Linked DNA regions of Sus scrofa: region 1 is linked to region 2. The links are chromatin contacts, called in public Hi-C maps. All regions are on one chromosome and are shown on one strand. The core of a region is the stretch at or near the end of the contact, and the rest is flanking DNA. Distances in the headings are between cores, read along the strand shown.

The links. Hi-C and Micro-C count contacts between places; a contact is called where the count stands out from the background.
Region 1: a contact with region 2 is called in a Hi-C map of fetal liver, with 2.2 times the contacts expected there. The contact joins two enhancer-like sites. A contact is called at or near these places in 2 of 47 Hi-C or Micro-C datasets (fetal liver and omental adipose tissue) and 1 of 2 datasets of contacts at active chromatin or transcription factors (skeletal muscle).

The regions. Positions count from the first base shown.
Region 1 is chr9:114,383,059-114,390,409 of Sscrofa11.1, forward strand. DNM3 (dynamin-3) reads left to right here. Exons shown (of 20, transcript XM_021063646.1): 3 at 7,305-7,351. Among named protein-coding and RNA genes, the nearest start is that of DNM3, 120 kb to the left of the region's middle. Within about 2 kb of position 4,368, at least 4 of the 83 cell types and tissues checked have an H3K27ac peak or open chromatin away from gene starts, as enhancers often do. A contact at or near this core is called in fetal liver, where this site is marked.
Region 2 is chr9:114,204,675-114,211,115 of Sscrofa11.1, forward strand. METTL13 (methyltransferase like 13) reads left to right here. Exons shown (of 8, transcript NM_001244726.1): 2 at 1-540; 3 at 2,122-2,321; 4 at 4,112-4,307. Among named protein-coding and RNA genes, the nearest start is that of METTL13, 5.4 kb to the left of the region's middle. Within about 2 kb of position 4,472, at least 3 of the 83 cell types and tissues checked have an H3K27ac peak or open chromatin away from gene starts, as enhancers often do. A contact at or near this core is called in fetal liver, where this site is marked.

The sequences.
Region 1 (7,351 bases), core at 3,118-5,617, 180 kb after region 2:
ACCCTGAAGTCTATGTGAGTGGCTTTGTATTTCTGTGTAAAAGGCTCTACCTTCTATTTCATGACTGAATTCTCCCCTTGGACTGAATTCTTCTGCCTTGGACCATCAGGCTCACTTGGGTCTGGAGTTCTGTTTTGGTCCCCTCCTCTGACTCAGGAGTACCAGAGCCCTGATCCCAAACCCTAGTCTCTGTGGCTGATCTCTGATACCTGCTGGACCCACCTTTTGTCTGTGGTGACATCTTGGCCCTACTTGTTCCGACCCCAGCCCATTGTTCTTCATCCTCTGAGACCCCTATCTTTTACCCACTGTTGGACTTGCTCAGGTTGTTTGCTTCTTTAGATTTCTTCTTCCTTTTTTTTTTTTTTTTAAACTGCCAGATTTCCCTGTTTACCCTAGGAGACCACTGAGTTCTGCTTTATACCTGGGTCTATATAATTCATATCTAACTTACCCTGTTGATTACTTAACTACAGTTCTAGGCTCTTGGCTTCAGTTTGGAAGGACTTGAAGGCTTGATGGAAACATTTTCCCCAAATTGCTCAGTGGTATGCAAAGTAGGCTTTTTTTTTTTTTTTAAGAAGAAATCTATAGGTGCTCTTTACTCCAAATAGTATAGGCATCAGGGAAACATAGATGAGTAAAATGTAGTCTCTGCCTTTAAGGAAATATGTTTTTAAATGTAGTCATACTAGATGATTTTCATAGCCAGTGGATTCAGCTGTTGCATTGAGAACCTGTGTCTCATGTACTCCATTTTCATTGGAGCCCTATGCTTACAAAACATTGCTATTAAAACATTTTAGTGGAGTTATCGTTGTGGCTCAGTGGTCATGAACCCAGCTAGTATCCACGAAGATGTGGGTTTGATCCCTGGCCTTGTTCAACAGGTTAAGGATCCGGTGTTACCGTGAGCTGTGGTGTAGGTCGCAGACCCGGCTCAGATCCTGAGCTTCTGTGACTGTGGTGTAGGACAGCAACTGCAGCTCTGATTCAACCCCATATGGGAACTTCCATATGCTGCGGGTGAGGCCCTAAAAAAGACAAATTTTTTTAGAAATAAAATTCCAGATAAAGTGTTAAGGACCTCAGTTCTTAGAATAAAGATTGGCTAGAGGTTATATGTATGTGTTCCATAGTTGTTTTTTCTACTTAACCTTGATTAATTGAAACATATGCGTATTTTCCCCATAGAAGGGCCATATTGGAAATATTTAAATTCTTATGGTCATGCTGTGCTTTTCACAGATGACTGGAATGATGCCCAGGCTTAAGCCATATCATCCTTCCCCCAAATAATTTGTCAGCTGTTTAACCTAGTGTTATTTGTTTTTCATGATCAGCAGAAATGACAGTGCTAAAATGTTTTATAGGAAAAAAAGAATAAAATACAGTGGTAGCTTTGATTTTTTAATATCCTCTCCCCCCAAATCATTTTTTGATATAAAAATGTATCTTAATGTTTGTTTCAAATGTAGGCTATTTTTAACATTGGGAAACCAGGAAAAATTTTAAAAACTTGGAGTCTTATTTTGTGAAACTGAAAACACACTATGGATTTCAGCAGATAGGTTCTACTGACACTCAGTAGAATTTCATGGATGCATTATCAGGCTTTTAATGCTTATGTGCACATAGCCTTCATTCTTTATATGAGCTTGTGGCTAAGAGATTTAATCACTCTCTATTCAGATTGAACTTGGGCTGAAGCCTGGAATTGTTTGAGAAAGAGATCATTTATGTGCCTGACTACCAAGCATTCAGAGTGAAAGGAACACTGAGAACATGCCAAGAGAGCTTGTACCAGTGGAAATTGTACCTTTCTATAAGAAAGAATGTATCTCAGGACCATAAGATGAGATTCGTTAGGCCTTCAGACGTATTAGTTTACTATAGTATAAAAGTCTCAGAAGACACACATTTACCAGCTCTTAAAAAGTCTAGCTATTGAAAAGCTAGTGCAGCCTGTCCCATAGAGTTGGTTTGGGTGTTAGAATTTCCTTCATCCCCCAAATCCTGTGAACATTCTTCTTCAGAGGTGAGTATAGTAAGTAATTAATTGCTTTTGTGATAATCCTTTCCAAGACTTTCATTGATAATTTTGTCTTTGGATAGCAGGCGGTAAAGCTGTGACCTTTAAATTCTGCTTACTATGTTGCTAGTAGCACTCACCTTATTGACGGTGTAATCCTGTAGCGTGAATTGTGAAGTATGGTTATGGTTGCCATGCTTTTCTAATTGGAATGCAGTCTATGTGGTCTGACAATTATCCCTGTACTGTTAGTGACAAGAGGACATAGACCTTTGAGTCCCTGGATTTGGGAGGAGGACATATTAGAGGAAGCTCCTTTCTGTTAACTAAGATTAGATTATCCCTGAATTTTTCTGTCCTATAGAATGTATTATTTCCCAGGAAGCCCTTTGAGATCCATAGCGAAAGGGATTTTGTGGATCTTGCCCCATTAGTCCTTCTGATATGCTGGGCAGGTGTGAAGGTTTGACTCCCAGTAATGGACATAGTTTAGACCCAAGTTGACATTCCTACTATGGTTATGCTTTGGTCATTGATTTAAGATCACTCTATGGGTATATGTGTATGTGTGTGATGTATTTTGTGGTATAAACAATACTATTTGTAGGGCTTAACCAGTGAGAATACATGCAGAAATATATTTAAAAACGTTTTATTACAGTTGAAGTACAGTGTTGTGCCAATTTCTGCTGTACATCAAAGTGACCCAGTCCCTCTCTGTCACACACACACACACACACACACACACACACACTCCCTTTCTTATATTATCTTCCATCATGGTCTGTCTCAAGAAGAAATATTTTTTAAAGATTTAAAATGACTAGAAAATAGGATCAATCCCCATTTTCACCTGATGAATTTCATATGCTTCCCCCACCATCAGTTCTACCTGTTTGTCTCATCCATCAATATTCATTATTGTGTTTCCTTCCTGTTTCCATTGATGAACTGGAATGTTCCTTTCCAGTGCTTCCCATCTCCTTTTCCTGAAGACATCATTTCAGCATGTGTCCCTTCTTACTTGTGCATCATCAGCTCTCCCTCAGGACTGGATGAATACCATCAGCCTGTGAACATGCTATTAGTTTGCTCATCTTTATAAAACCCTCTCTTGACTTCATATCCCTCTCCTGATGCCCTCTCACTTCTTTCCTCTCCTTTACAATGCAACTTCTTAAAGGAATTGTCTACAACCAGTCTCCTTTTCCTTTCCTCCCATTCTCTCTGATATCTATTCCACCCCACTCCACTGTAACAGTGCTTTTTCAGCATCCTGAAAGTCCCTCAGGTTGCCCAATTTTATGATCCATGCTTTGTTCTCATTCTTACCTGACATGTTGGAGTAGAAAGTCTCCTTTCATGAAACATCCTCTTTCCATGACTTTGAGTCGCCTCTCTCTGGGTTTTTCTCCTATCTTGTCGACCACTCCAGCTTACTTTCCATTTCCTGACTGCTAAACGTTGGAAAACCAAGGGGCCAGTGCTCTGACCTCTTCCTTATCTAAGATTCTCACATAGTGATCTCATTCCCTTGCCTAACTGTAATGAATTCCAAATATATATCTCTAGCTTAGACTTCTCTCTAGATGAGTCGCTCACATTTTCAGCCCCAAAGGCATTTTTGTGCTAATTAGAAAAAGCTACCTTTTCCTCAAGCCCTTGACTGCCATCTTCTGGAAAAATTTCAGAGTAGAAATTTATTACTTATCTTATGATACCAATGTGAATTATGCCTCTTTCAGCTGCTTGATCCTCAGCCGTTAGCAGCGGTTCCGTTTCTCCATGTGGGTGGCATGTAGTAGGTATCACAAGCTCAGTGGTTCCCAAACTGAACTCTTAATCCCCAGTCCCATCTTCCTGACACCTTTCTTTTCTTTTCTTGAATAGAAGTAGTCTTTCCTATTAAAAATTCTTCCCGTTGCTGAGGTCAAACTCCTTGAAGTTAGCCTCAACTCCTCTTTCTCCCATACCCCTCCTTTAATCCTTCAGCAAATCCTGATGGTTTTTCCTTCAGATACCTCAGAATGTAACCACTTCTCACTACTCCCACTGCTCCCACCCAGGTCCAAGTTCTATCATCTCACCATTATTATTCGGATAGCCAGCTTCTTCTCTTATGCCTCATTGTCTTTTCTCAACACAGCAGTTCAATTATTTATTTAAAACCTAGTTCACGTCATGTTTCCCCTTCTCCCTAAATCCTCAAAGGGCTCTACCATTCATTTAGAGTAAAAACCAAAGTCTTTAAAGTGGCCCACAGGCCCTACACCATCCAGGTCTGTACCACAGCTCTGACCTCATCTCCCACCCCTCTCCCCATGCTCTGTGCTCAGGCATGTTGCCCTCCTTCCTCTTCCTCTAATATATGCCAAGAGTGCCTCAGGCACCATGCCAGGATCTTCTTATGTAAAGCATGGCTTCTTAAGTCTTTGCTCAGATGTCAATTTATCGTATTGGAGAAGCCTTCCTCGACCAACACATTTAACGAAGCGACTCCCCTTCCGCAGTATTTAGTATCTCCCTTCTCAGTTTTCTCCATAGCATTTATCGTCTGGCACATACATTATTTACTGTTTCATCTCGCTAAAATCTATGCTTCATGAGGCTAAAGACTAATTTTTACCCCTCTACTATATCCCAAGTTTCTAAAACAATTCCTGACAAGGAACTCAATAAATAATAAAAGAATGAACACCAACATCCCTAAATCTCTCTGTGGAACCCTATCCTTAAAAAGACACGAAGGTTTGGAATGGTCCTTCACAATTCCAGTTTCTCAATTCCAAGATAAAAGCATTTTCAGAAGTCCCAGAATGAATTTAAAATCTAATTTGAAAACTGCATTGACTTTAAAGCTTTCTGGAAGGGACTTAGTTTACCATAGAGAAAGCAAGTCGGCGCCATCTAGTGGCAACAAGAGAAGTATACATTTGTGTTACTTGAATTAGTGATTAGAAACATAATTGAAAAAGTAGTCTTTGATCCTTATTAATCTATGAAGATAATTACAGTGCTCTCAGGTTTACATTCTCAAAAGTTTGCATTTTCCACAGAATATGTTGAATTTTGAAAAAGTACTGTTTTGTTTCTTCTAAATTATTTATTACTTATTTTTACTTCCAAATTTTTGTTTTTTAGGATCTGACATTCATTGTTCCTCTTTATTTTTCTAAATGTTTTATCCTCTACTTCTCTTTAAACTCTTACATGTTACTGTCCTAGCTACAGAGTGGGTAAATAAAGGCTCTATCTTTTAAAGGTTGATATTCTAATAGAAACAGCACCTCTGAGAGTAAACATCTGAAAGAACATGCCATATGATGCAGTCATCTCTTCAGGCCAGGCTTCTGAAGGCTACTGAAGCTTAATTATTGTGTATGCTTCCACCGTTGAGGCATGAGCTTTTGGGAGTCCTAGCTTGCTGTCGTTCAGGAAGTGGAACTTATTACTGTATGGAGAAACGAAGACAGAAAAATATTCACGTCCACCCACATTGACAGGAAAGACAGAAATTAAGTAAAGTCTCTGACCGTCATGCTCACATTCAAAACGTTAGGTCATTACAGTTCTTTGGAAAATTAAAGCAGAAATTCATTAGTTCTACCTCAGGAGCCTGTGACCTTTCTAGTCCTGAGTTAGCTGGAGGGGGCCTGGGAAATTTGTGTCTGCCACCAAGAGGCCTGAGCAATGATCAGACAAACTAAGAAAGGATATCGGATAAGCAGAGGGTGTTGGGGGGGGCGGGTAGGTGTGGAGAGGAACTCTGTATGCCAAAGCTCAGATTAGTCCCAGACTTTTCAAATGGAAGAGGACTTTTTGTCTGAGAAGCTCCAGGGGGTAAAGGTTGGACCAAGGAAATGTGATAAGAAAACAAATCTCATACCAACATTAAGAAACATTTTCCAATAAGGTTTTTTTTTTTTCCCCAAAGAGATCAAATCCTCGGTTCCCCATCGGTGGGAAGGTCCAAGCAGAGGCTAGATGAAAACCTGCCAGGGTTTTTTTTTTGACGCTATTAAGAGTCTCTGATTCTCTGAATGACCTTGCTTTCTCTGTATACACCAAAACCCTCTTCACTCTTCAGTACTCACTTCATACCCCATTTGTTTTTTTGGACACTGCTTTTTGAAGCCATCTTTCCTATCTTTGTGTTTCCTTTCACTTTAGATCTAGATCAGCACTTACTTCATGCTACCTGTGTTCACTGATGCTAGGCTATTTGAAGACAGGGGACCACATCTTGTAGTTGTCTCCCTATTGGGCTTGCCATGTAGTAGGTGAAGGTTAAATATTTATGGTAGAGAATGGTAGAAAGACTACCAAAAATTGTTTCAGCTGATATCTGGGCCCAAGATACTTAGCCTTAGTCTAACTCTTCAGCCCAAGATACTTAGCCTTAGTCTAATTTTTCAGCTAGTTGTTAGGGAAATTAAAATATTTGTTAAGTCTGTTCCCTTGTTAAAATTATAAAATTTTATAATTTTATAGTTCTTGTAGTATCAGTTCTCTTTTTTTTGAGATGTGTTATTTATCATACACTTGACACCACTGGAAGCTGATACAGAAGTTGATAGTACAACAGTTTTAAGATGTTTCCGAATTTAAAAAAAACCTAATTTTATATTATGTAGTTATTTTAGAATTTTTCCTTCTGCCTATAGATACTGACTTTTTAAAAAAAAAAAGATTGCAGGTAAATAGTTTTTTTGATATAATATTTTTTTTGAGAAAATATCTTTTTAATTACAGAATTTTGTATTGTATTTTGAATAGTATATTTTAAAGCTAAAATGTTCCACATTTTTAAGAAGAATTAAGCGAACTTTGTTTCTAAATCGTCTTTCCTTCTGAAGCTATATTTATATAATTTAGCATTCCATCATAATAAAGTGGTGATATTGAAAAAGGACATGCTAATAGGATTAGTAAGTAGGCTTTTTGTGTATCCTGCATCTAATTTCTTTGACAATTGGTTGCTGTTATTTTATCAGAGGCCCCAAATTCTCTTTATTTAATGGGCTAGATGGTTTCAGCACTGCTTATAACACTTAATTGCTTCTCTGCAAATTAGAAAATTTAGCATTCTTAGCATTTGTGCTATGTTTAATATTTCTAAAGTATTGTGCTTCTTAGTAACTGCTGTGTTCTCTAATTGTGATGGCTGAAAAGACAATATTAGATACTTTGACTTGTAATTAAAGAAGCATTGTTTCCTTGTAATTACTGCTAGAGTACATGAAATTTAGGTTGTATTAATTTATCTTTGTAGAATATGCTGAATTTCTACATTGCAAAGGAAAAAAATTTACAGATTTT
Region 2 (6,441 bases), core at 3,222-5,721:
ACGCTGTCCTGACAGATGAGGAGGAGAAGACCCTGCAGCAGGTGGACAGGATGCTGGCTGAGGTTGGCCGTGTCCTGCAGGTGGGCGGTCGCTACCTCTGCATCTCCCTGGCTCAGGCTCACGTCCTGAAGAAAGCAGTGGGTCACTTCTCTCGGGAGGGGTGGATGGTGAGGGTGCACCAGGTGGCCAACAGCCAGGACCAGCTGTTGGACTCAGAGCCTCGGTTCTCCCTGCCTGTCTTTGCCTTCATCATGACCAAGTTCAGGCCAGTCCCTGGCTCTGCCCTTCAGATCTTTGAGCTGTGTGCTCAGGAGCAGGGCAAGCCTGTGCGGCTGGAGAGTGCCGAGCGGCTGGCTGAGGCAGTGCGGGAGCGGCAGCAGTATGCCTGGCTGTGCAGCCAGCTGTACCGCAAGGCCGGGCTGGGGAGTGTGTCCCTGGACTTGTGCAATGGGGACACGGGGGAGCCACGCTACACCCTCCACGTGGTGGACAGCCCCACAGTGAAAGCATCGCGGGACAGTCATTTTGCCATTTTCATCAGTGAGTTGGGATTGCTCCCTCTCTTCCCTGGAGGGGCTGGCTTACAGGGGCTGGGGCTGGGGCTTTGTGGCTGAGTGTTATCTTGCAGGGGGCCATACTTTTAGAAGTTAGACTGACCGGGGTGGGAGGAAGGGGGAGTAGCAGCTCTTCAGCTGCCTGCTTGGATTTGACGTTTCTTTCTTCCCATCTTCCATGGCAAAGGCTTGATGAAGTGCCAGAATGGGATTGGTAGGGAGAAGGAGAATTAGTACAGATAAATTTAGGCAGGTCACACTTTGTGGAGATGTTATTTTGTAACATGGAGCAGTGGAAGCAAGGGAGCCTGTGAGCACCTTGATCTGGGGAAGTTTCTGTGCTTCTCTACTGAATTTAGAGAGACAGTACAGCTAAAGAAATGAACTCTGGAACCAGACTATTCATATTCCAGTCCTGGCTCAGTCACTTCCTGGTGGTGTAACATTAGACAAGTTAGTTTTCTTTTTGTGTCTCGGTTTCCTCATCTATAAACTGAGATTATAACTGTCCTATGTAGTTGTGAGAAGGGTAATAGACCTTAGAATGGTGCCTGGCACATGATGGATTTTACAGATGTTAGCATTACTATTGAAAGGGGTAAATGATACCAGATTCCACTTGGTAATGATCAAAAGAGAAAGGGTGAAGAAATGTTTTCACAAGTAGAATATTCTCTCTCTCTCTCTCTCTTTTTTTTTTTTTTTTTGGTCTTTTTGTCTTTTTAGGGCCACACCCGTGGTATATGGAGGTTCCCAGGCTAGGGGTCGAATCAGAGCCATAGCTGCCGACCTACACCACAGCCACAGCAACACGGGATCTGAGCCGAGTCAGATCCACAGCTCACAGCAACGCCGGATCCCTAACCCACTGAGCGAGGCCAGGGATCGAACCCGCATCCTCATGGATGCTAGCTGGGTTCGTTAACCGCTGAGCCATGACGGGAACTCCCATAAGTAGAATATTCTTAACAAGCATGAGGTGTTGATATGTCGTGCTGGTAATTTGTTTCCTGATGTCAAATCCATTTTTCCATGTATTTTTGTATCGTCAGTGTCCACCTGTGGGAATACATGGCACAGTGGACCTGAGCATGGAGTCTGGGGCTGGACTGCCTGGGTTTGAGCCCCAGCTTTGCCAGTTCCCAGCAGTGTGAACTTGAGCAAAGAATGTAACTTCTGTGTCTTAATGTCCTCATTTATAAAATGGGAATAATAATACTCCCTGCATCGCGGGCTCTTGTGAGGATTTGATTAGTTTCTGTTTGTAAACTGCTTGGGATAATTTGTAAAGTGTTAGTATTATTGCTGTTTTTCTTGCCCTGGGTACTTTCCTCCCTCCCCTTAAATACATGCTCACATTTCTTTTCCACACTGGGTCCTCCCATGGCTCTCCTGGCACCTTCTCTGTGGGCATTGTGCACTGGGAATTGATAGCCCCTTGGTAGGTCACAGTTAGAAGGGAAGCTGGGTCTGGCCGGCGGCTGGCTCTCTGCTACATGGGGCATATTTTGTCATGGGCTTTAAACACTTTTCCCTGGATTCCCCGTCAACAAATGCCTCTTTCCAGTCCCCCAGGGTCGGGAGACCGAATGGCTCTTCGGCATGGAGGAGGGCCGGAAGCAACTGGCAGCCAGTGCAGGCTTCAGAAGGTTGATCACAGTGGCCCTTCACCGAGGTCAGCAGTACGAGGGCATGGATAGCATCCAGGCTGAGCTCTCGGCCAGAGTCATGGAGCTGGCCCCAGCCGGAATGCCCGCCCAGCAGCAGGTAACAAAACTTTGGCAGCAGCTTTCATGGTTTTTGTGGAGAAGTCATATCAGCAGCCAGGAAGTCAGAGGGTGTCTTGGAAGGAGCTAGGACTAAGGTCTGTGGCCCTCATCTGTTCCTGGAGGGCATGTCAGGAACCATGAGTGAAGTGGGCAGAAATTACCTTCCCTTGGCCCAGGCAGTGAGAGGAAGGTGAGCGGTTGCCTTCAGCCCCACAGTAGCAGCTTCTGTGTCTGTGGAGCCTCGTAGATGGTAAGAAGTGCTCTCCACCTTGCAGGCTCCAGCTCTTCACACTGTGGATTACTCAGGCTGTGTTTCACCTAACCCACTTTACACGGGACTTCCTTGGCCATTGCTTCTTAGAACCATCATTCTCTGAGGTAGAATGGGAGCGGGCCAGTACAGCTCAGCATAATTTTCAAGATATTAACATTGCCGGTCTGGTATTTCACTGGGAAGGAAACAAAGCTTTTGCCAAAACAATGACATGGTATCATCAGTTGACAGTCTGTTTTGTCCTATCCTGGTAACATAACAAGGTAATTGACAGGTGACTTTATTGCAAGGATTTTATAGAAAGGAGTTTATCCTTCTTGGTGGATGGGCAAACCAAGGTACATGGAGGCTTGGTGCTGTAATAAAAGATCTAAAAGGAAGAACCCAAGCTACTGAGTTCCCAGCCTGTGGTTCTGCCCATTAAGGTGACGTGCTCACAGATGAATGTGGGTTTGATTCTTCCTGGAAGATTTTGGGTTTGGTGTCCAGAGAAACACAAGTCCTATGGGGGTTTGTGACCCTGCCCATTTGTGACCTTCCCTGACCAGTGCCTGTGTCTCTGCAAAGTCAGGAGTCCCTGGTGATTATTATTACTCTTGTAGGTCTTTGAGAAGAAATAGATGTTAAGATGGGAAAGGAAATGGAAAGTTTAGGGGGAAAATAATTTTTTTTCTCCTAATTTTTTCTCTTACTTGGAAAAATGTGGGGAAAAAATAAGAGCAGTAGTTTCTGCTGTGGCTTGATGGGATGGGGGCATCTGTACAGCACTGGGACTGGCACAGTGGGTTAAGGATCTGGCATTGCTGCAGCTGTGGTATAGGTTGTAAGTGGGCTCAGATTCAATCCCTGGTCTAGGAACTCCATATGCTGCAGGGCAGCCAAGATAAAAAAAAAATAAATAAATAAAAAGTAAGGAAGAAATGAAAAATAAAAAAGGAAAAAAAAGATGAGATTGACTGGAGGAAGGGAGAAATTTCTCCCAATTAGGAGTGGTTTCTTTCTTCCTGGATTTTTTTTTTTTTTCCTGGCTGCACCTGCAGTGTGCAAAAATTCCCAGGCCAAGGATTGAATCTTTGCCACAGCAGTGACCCAAGCCACTGTGCCACAAGTCCTAGATTTTCTTATCTTTATCCCTGTTCAGAGTCTTTCCTTCATGATTCTAGTCCTTTCCTGAGGATTCATTCTAACTTTAATTGTTCTGAACTATTGAAAGTCCTCTTAAGGATTACTGTTGGGAAACTCATATTTTTCTTACGTGGAACCAGCTGCATTTCACTGATGGTTTAGGGGACCTTTATTTGTTCAATTGCTTTTCAAAAAGGTGAATTAAACCTTTTGAGATCCATTCAAGTGCCCCAGAACAGTGCTTTAATATAATGGCAGATCCTTGGAGTTGTTGCTGCCCGGGGTCATGGTACTGGGCTTCCTCACATACACACAAGGGGAAGGGATTATAATTTATCCGATTTCTCAGTTGAGCTGGTGTTTTGACCACACCTCTGCTGTTCCTCCAGGTGCCCTTTCTGTCTGTGGGTGGGGACATCGGGGTCCGGACTGTTCAGCACCAAGACTGCAGCCCCTTGAGTGGTGACTACGTCATTGAGGACGTGCAGGGGGATGACAGGCGCTACTTTCGGCGGCTCATCTTCCTGAGCAACAGGAATGTGGTGCAGTCAGAAGCCAGGTTGCTAAAGGACGTGTCTCATAGAGGTGAGGTGTTGTGGGCACAGTGGTGGGGCCCAGGTGTACATGGCCTGGACAGTTTGGGGTGGTGAGAAAGACCTGGGAGCTTGGCAGAGCTGTAGGACAGACCTGCTACCTGTGAGCAGAGGCACTGGGCTCTCAGTCATCCTTTTATCATCAGAGTTCTTAGGGTGTCAGTGGTGATAAGCAAAAGGAGGCGGACTTCTGTTCTTGAGCAAAGCCCGCTCTGCAATGATAAGGAGTAGGGGTGGTGGTTACCCAATAAATGTGATGATCACTTTAATGCCTCCATTTTAAAGGCTGCCTGTTTTACAGGTTGCTCCATATGTGTCTGTAGATCAGTTGGCCTCTGTGAGGTGTGCTAGAAACATGGAGGGTGCAGGTGAGCCCTGCCCTCCTACGTGGTGCCACCTCCTAGCACTGGTTTCAGAGGGTTTCAGAGTTGGCGGGCGCCTTAGCGGTCATCTAGTCCAGTGCCATCCCAGTAGAACATTCTGCATCGGAGGAGATATTTAATATCTGGTCAGCTGTCCAGCAGGGCAGTCATTAACCATATATGGCTACTGAGCACTTGGAGCATTGCTGGTGTGACAGAGGAACTGAATCCTTAGTTTTATTTAATTCTGACTAACTTACATTTAAATGTTTTTAACATTTGCGTGTAAATGGCTACAGATTTGGACAGGGTAGATCTAGACCATGTTCTCTAGGATTCCCTTCAAGTGCTCTCCCAAGTGTTGCTCAGAAATGCCCACTAATGGGTAGAGCAGTAGTTTGTTTCCCCTGCTATTTTCTTGGGCTTGTGCATTTGTATTATAAAAGCAATACTTGCTCATTGTAATCAATTCACAAATCAAATGTATAGAGTAGAAAAAGTGAATGCTTCTCCCCTCCCCTTCTCCAGTACAACTTCCTTTTTGAGGCACAGACTCAGGCTGGAATCTGAAACTGAATCTCCTAATTCCTGGTTGTTTCCTTTGCCTCACCATGCTGTCCTGTTAGCAGGGCCATCTGGAAGGAAGGTGGGAGAGAGCATTCAGAAACCCATAGAGTCACGGGTTTGCCCAGAGACCAGGATTAGGTTACGCTCAGCAGGACAGTTTTCTCTTGAGGGTATGCCCTGGTCAGGTGCACCCATGTTTGTTGGGTACCTGTGCTGTCATTTGGTCACTCTGGCTACAGATTGGTTCAGTTTTGTCTCACCGAAAGCTCAGTAAAATTGCTTCAGAGAACATTTTTTTTTTCCCCCTATGGCCACACCCGTATGGAGATTCCCAGGCTAGGGGTCTAATCGGAGCTGTAGCTGCTGGCCTACGCCAGAGAGCCACAGCAACTCAGGATCTGAGCCGTGTCTGTGACCTACGCTACAGCTCACGGCAATGCCGGATCTTTAACCCACTGAGCAAGGCCAGGGATCGAACCCGCCACCTCATCGTTCCTTGTCGGATTCGTTAACCACTGAGCCACGATGGGAACTCCGCTTCAGAGGACATTTTGCCTCCCAATTTGGGTTTTGGCCTTTCCTTCCCACCGTTATTGTCAAGTTCCTAACCTTCTTAGTAATTCTCATGGGAGTGATCTCCTTCACAGATGTATTGGTGAGCAAGAAGGAGGGTGTGTTAAAAAGTGATTTAAAAGAGTTCCCTGGTGGCCTGGTGGTTAAAGATCTGGTGTTGTCACCTCTGTGGCTCCCGTTACTGCTGTAGCCTGGGTTGGATCCCTGACCTGGGAACTTCTGTTTGCTGGGGGTGTGACCCCGCCCCCCACAAATGATGTAACATCTCTGAAAAGCACACTGCCACTCACCCATCAGTGCCCAAAAGTGCTCTGGAGTATATCTGGTCCCTAGCAAACCCCAGGACCATCTGCTCACTCTGTCCTGGAGAAGTTGAGGGAGTAGATAGAGGGACAGTAGAGGGGCCTTTTGTAGAATATCCCCCCTTCTATGAACATTCGGATGTCCTTGTCTAGTGGGTTGGTGTGTGATACAGTAGAAAGATGAAAGGTATTAGAGACAGGCAGTCCCAGGTTTAAATCCTGGCTGCACTGCCTACTAATTCTGGGCCTAATTAATTAATAACTCTTCAGATCCTCAGTTTTTCCATTTGTCAAGAATTGAAATAGTGTTGTTACTAAAAGC